Linked DNA regions of Mus musculus: region 2 is linked to region 1. The links are chromatin contacts, called in public promoter capture Hi-C maps. All regions are on one chromosome and are shown on one strand. Each heading gives the region's core, a stretch centred on a gene start, on an enhancer-like site or on the middle of the called end of the contact. The rest is flanking DNA. Distances are from core to core; before and after follow the strand shown.

Region 1 (2,859 bases), core at 152-2,651:
ATATATATGGATTCTGACTGCTCTAATCCTTACTTTCTTGTCTCTCTCTCACCCCTGTCCTCCCTTTCCTACACTCATGGCTTCTTGTTTTGTGACATACTCAGTTTAAAAAGGGTTGCTTATGTGACTGTAACTGTGGAGTTATGCACTGGACCTGGCTGGCTTCCCTAGTGGGTACATATCTGAAGATAATGATATCCGGTCTTCCAGAGTCTACCAATAGCCAATAGTTCCCCAGGGTCCTGTAAGTACTGACAAGGTAGGTAAGGGGAGGTGCTGCTTCAAGTAGGGTAGCCTTGGGAGCCTTGTCCTCTTTGAGTCTCAATTTTGTCACCTTTAAAATGCTACCAATTACTACCCCACAGGGTTTCCACACGTTGGCACTGTGCGGTGGTGTAAAGAGGTGCCCTGTCCCCAAAGGCACTGTGAACATTGCCTGTATCCAAATCTGAACTTTCTCAAAACTATAGCTTAAGGACCTGAATATACCAGAGATGGGGACCAGTCCCACTTGCTGCCCATTAACAGGCTTGCCTTACACCTCACCACGCTTTCTTGCTGCTGCAGAGAGTCCGCTCTCTTCTTCCACATTTCATTGTCACCTCAGGCTGCAATATATCAGGTGACACACTTGCTGTTCTCAGGTGAGGACAGTCACGTCCTACTCCAGATCTGTAAATGAGGTCCACAGGCCAGTGTGGCCTCAGCTCACATCTGCTATCAAGATACTGTCCTAATTAGAAAAAGCAAGCTGTAGAACAGTGTGTACAATATATTTGTGTGCATTGTAAGATAAACATATGAAGTATGCTTATGTATTTGTAAACAAATTATGAAGGAATATGTGAGGAGTTACGCTTTTGACTAGTTCTAATGGGAAGAAAGGAGACTTTTTACTCATTATTATAATTTGAAAGTTGTTACCAGGAATACAGTTTCTTTCATAATAAAAAACCTTTAAGTAAAAACATAGATAACATATAGAAACATATAGTCATGTGTTGTATGATGATGTTTGATCAACAGACCACATATATGATGGTGATCCTGTAAGACTGTGATGAGGATGAAATAAATTCTTATTGCCAAAAGATGGCAGAGCAATTGCCAAATAAGTAACACTACAGTACTCATATGTGTGTGGTGACGCTGGTGTAAATGCAGATGCAGTACTAAAAATAGGTAACAGCCAAACTCCACAGGTATCTGCAGCTCTTGGTTTGCTCATCTGTGAAATCATAGCTAATCCATAGGGCCACAATCCATAGGACCACTGTGCTCATTGAATGACTCACGCTCAGGAAATGCTTCTGCTTAGCAAAATAATGGTATAGAAGAGGCAGAAGGCAGGCTGGTTTGATGTGATAATCTCTTTCGCCACCTTGTGGTTGGTGACGCACAAGTCAGCCGTGCCGCGACACGTGTTAATAAGCAGAGACTCGAGCTTCCTCCAAGTTTGGACCTTAGTGGGCCGGATGATTTGGAACTTGGAGAACTGAGAAATAAAAACGTAAGTAGGTAGCTTATGGCTCTTTCATTTTAGGTCCTTATTGTCTAGACGCTTTACTTACATTCCCTACGCGTGCGTGCGTGCGCGCGTGCACGAGCACACGGGGAAACTCCCCCCTCCCCCCTGCCCCCGGTACTTAAAGAAGGTAAAATGTGCGTGTGTGTGCGTGTGTGCGCGCGTGTGTGTGTGCGTGCGCGCGCGCGCGTGTAAGGTGTTCGTGCTGGTGACTACAGAGGTTACAAGAGGGGCATTGGATCGATCCCCCCCCCCCGAACGTGAGTTATGGACCACCACGTGGGTCTTAGGAATTGAACCCAGACCCTCTGTGAGAATTAAGTGCTCTCAACTATTTATGCATCTTCCCACCTCCAAGTGTTAGTTTCCACAAGTAGATGTTGTGGATGTTCTAGAGACATAGTTCGGAACTCAACCACAGCAGTGTCCATGCGGACAAGAAGAGGGAACATACATGTTTCTACTACTTAGTCTCTAAATCAGATTTCTAGCCAGCTACAAGTTTCTTTGAGCTCCCTAATAGGTCGAGGGGGAGGGGCGTGCACACACACATACCCATGCCATCTATCATCTATATCATCTGTCGTCTACCTTGTTACCTAAGGAAGGAAAACCAGTGTCCCTGCGCAGAAATGTATGTGAGCTAAACACTCAAACACATAAGATAAATAAATCTTAGTTGATTCTAATCCTTACTGTCCCTTGGTCATGGTCTATCACATCCATGGGGCATGGCTTCTGCCAGGCAGTTCTTGTTTTCCTCATGAGCCAAAGTTGTATGGAAGAGCATCCAATCAGTAGAACCTACTAGGGCATAGTCCTTCCCCTAGGCTAAGCTTGGGTTTCCATCCGAGGGAGGCAGGACTCTGAATGGAAGGATTTCTGAAAAAATTACAAGGACTGTTGAGAAATGCTTGGGTAAGGCAGGGAACCATGAGTACTTCAGATCTTGTCTTCCTTTCCCAGATCCAGCTCTCCCAACAACAGTAGGCTTGAGAGATGTATGGCCCAGGCACACCTGGGAATCTAGAGCTGCCTAATTTTTGGTTAGGTTACATTTAAGCTATTTTCTGGGTAGGTAATGTGTTAACAAATGGGAGGGTTGTTTTTGGACTAGGGTCTCCACTGGAGTATGGATCATGCTGTCTAATTTACCATTGTATTACGTAGCTCAGTGCCTCATGAACAAACTAAGTTGGTCATTGCCTTGAACGTGTATATTTTTATTGACATTTCAGGCCCCTAATCTCAAGAGAAGCCTAAGGAGTGTTGTTTTGGTGTCTTGTTAACTAAGGGAAATCTAGAGGCAGCCCCAGTCTTATAATCTACAGTTT
Region 2 (2,859 bases), core at 227-2,726, 480 kb before region 1:
CAGTGCTCTTGATTACAAGCAAGCGTCAATACAACTGTTTTTGTCATTATCAAAAATCAAATGGCTTTGGAATCTAGGTCCCCTGTCCCCCACAATCTGTCTCTTGCTTAAATCAACTACTCTACCACTGAGCCCCTATGACTGTTTCTGACAATACAGTATTCTCAGAGAGTTCTACGTGAAACTAGATTTGAAGAACAGAGTCCCTCAAATCCTAGAACCAGGAGCCAAAAACAAAATGGTTTTTGTTACTATCAAAAATCAGTAAGAGTTGTCATGTGCCTGGCAGGGGTGGTTCACGCCTTTAATCCCAGAACTTGGGGGGCAGAGGCAGGAGGATTTCTTAGTTCAAGACTACAGAGTGAGTTCCAGGACAGCCAGGGCTACACCACAGAGTAACCGTGTCTGGGAGGGGGGGGGGGGAGTTGTCGTGTCAGGCTTCAATAGTGTTAACTAGCAAACGTTATTTAAGTAAAATATAAACAGGGTGACTGACACTCGGTTCGACACAAAAAGCACGTCCAGAGAAACCCTTGTGTCCTTTTAAAACCTAAATCGGACAAATCAAAAGACCGTGCGGAAAAGCCAGGTGCCATCTGGCTTAGCCCACAGTGAGTTCACACATGCCCTATCCTATGTCAAAAGCCAGCCTGAGAAAAGCGACACGAAGAAACCCTGTGGATATTGGCTCCACGCCTCTCCTCCCTCACCGCCGGAATGGATCTGCCCAGCGTTTCTCTTTTGGCTCACAAAGGGGGTCTAGGAGAAGAGCCAGGGCAACAGTGCGATAGTTTGTCCCACACCGCACATACTGGGACACTCCACGGTGGCGGTTTTTTGACGAAGTCCGAGTGGGAGGGGCCATGCCGGATGCGCAGAGGCAGTGAAGTTTCCGAGCCTCCCGGGTCAGGGACTTGACACTGCAGCCCCTGCCTTCCCCGCCCGCCTCCCGTTGTCCGCCTGAGCGTCGCGCGGACTGTCCCGAAGCCTGTGCCCATCGCCGTACCAAGGTTCGCGAGCGTACTCCTCCATGGCGCCAGAGTCCGGCCTGGCGCAGTCGGTGGCGCGGGCGAGACACTCCCCCCGTCCCCCTCCCGCTCCGAAACGCCCACAAGCTCTGAGGCGCTGTACGTAGACCAAGGGAACAATTGGTTCTTCTCTGCTTACGTAAGGCCAACGGCGCGCTCTTATTGGCTAGCCAGAAGGGCCACATCCGTTCCATGTAAGCGTCGGATGCGACCAGTTAATTGCACCTGGGGAGAGTCGAGGAGCCTGTTGTGCTTTAAACCAAGAGCCCTTCGGTGTTGGTAAGCACTGTGCCAATGAGGGAGAGGAGGGTAAGGAGATAGACTTTGACTAATCGCACAGTTGTACTGGTAAGGCTGGGGTGTAAGCTTTCTTTTAAAGCTGGAGATGGCGTTGGCATTGTATCTCCCCCATCCTAGCGCCTTGGTTCCGCCCACCGTGCGGACTTTGAGGAACGTTGGGTGATCCCATTTCTGGGTTGCGGGTGTGTGGCACTTGGTCCCTTGGGTGATGGGTGGAGCCTTGGTCTAGAGAGGAACTGGGTCTTTGGTCCATCCGGTCTCCAGTGCCTGGGTCCGGAGAGTTCTGCTGATCCTAATTCTGGCCATATTGCTACATATCTCTTTTATCTTTTAGCACGCATTTTTGTTCTCTTCCAGCTACTGTTGCAGTTACGTAGGTGTGTGTGTGTGTGTGTGTGTGTGTGTGTGTGTGTGTGTGTGTGTGTGTGTGTGAACACACGCGTGGTTACTGGCTATCCAGATTGAAATGTTAATCAGATCTGCCCTTCAGTACTGTCTTGTCTGTTTCTAGGTCTGGTCAGCTACCCACTATGCCGCTTCCTGTTGCGCTGCAGACCCGCTTGGCGAAGAGGGGCATCCTCAAACATCTGGAGCCGGGTGAGAAAACTAAAAGCAGATGCATCTATCATGTGCCAGTGTTAATAGACGTTCTGCTGTTTATTCTATTCTTTATTCCCCCTTTTCTCCGCCCCCTCCCGCCCCTGTCGAACCTAGGTGTTTGCTAAGTAAGTGCTCTGCCATCTTCTGCCGTCCTAGTGTGCATCTTCCCCCGCCCCCTTGTACTGCTGGGGTTAGACCAGAGCTCTTGGATGCGCTCTATTGAAGTATATCTCCTTGACTGGCACCTTGGTTTTGATACTTGGTATCTTGCATGGCCTGGCAGGCATCTCGTTGTCAATATAATTTTTTCTGATATTCATTACTTCTTCGTGGTTGGTGGGTGCTGTGTGAAGTGTAAGGCTGGAGGGATAGCTTTAATTTAAGTCATGAATCAAGTGGACACGGTGGCAGGTACAAATATCTCAGGTACTAAGGAGGCTGAGCTACAAACATGGCTTGAGTCCAGGAGGTCAAGGCCAGACATGGCAATTTGGCAAGACCCAGTCTTCAAAAAATAAAAAACAAATAGACATAAGTATGGTGGCATTCATCTGTAGTCCCCAGCATGGCTGGGGCAGGTAAAAGGGATCACAGGAGACAGCCTGGTTTACATACTGAATTCTAGGCCAGATATACATGTGTCTGTGTGTGTATGTACACATGTATATATGTGTATATATATGTGTGTGTATCAGAAAATAAGTAAAATAAACCCATGACTGCATGGTATTTAACTAATTAATGTTTGAGACATGGTCTCATTCTGTACTTCTGGCAGGCCTGGGACCCATTCTGTATATCAGGCTGGCTTTGCATTCATCAAGATCTGCCTGTCTCCGCTTTCCTAATGCTAGGATTAAGGGTCCAAAAAGGCATCTGATCTATCCTGCAGTCTCCTATGTGCCAAATACAGTGACAGGATGCTGATGCT

Evidence for each region. Promoter capture Hi-C pulls out the DNA fragments that hold promoters and counts their contacts.
Region 2: a contact with region 1 is called in a promoter capture Hi-C map of pre-B cells, with 10 times the contacts expected there. The contact joins the promoter of Pqbp1 here to the promoter of 2010204K13Rik in region 1. A contact is called at or near these places in 6 of 39 promoter capture datasets (the C10 cell line, cranial neural crest, liver and 2 more) and 1 of 9 other capture datasets (adipose tissue).

The regions. Positions count from the first base shown.
Region 1 is chrX:7,421,530-7,424,388 of GRCm38.p6, reverse strand. 2010204K13Rik (RIKEN cDNA 2010204K13 gene) reads left to right here and starts at 1,401. Exons shown (of 2, transcript NR_027924.1): 1 at 1,401-1,510.
Region 2 is chrX:7,897,617-7,900,475 of GRCm38.p6, reverse strand. It overlaps Pqbp1 (polyglutamine binding protein 1), which reads left to right and starts at 1,476. Exons shown (of 7, transcript NM_019478.4): 1 at 1,476-1,705; 2 at 1,840-1,925. The coding sequence starts at 1,859. Timm17b (translocase of inner mitochondrial membrane 17b) reads right to left here and starts at 1,140. Exons shown (of 6, transcript NM_011591.5): 1 at 1,007-1,140. The coding sequence starts at 1,032.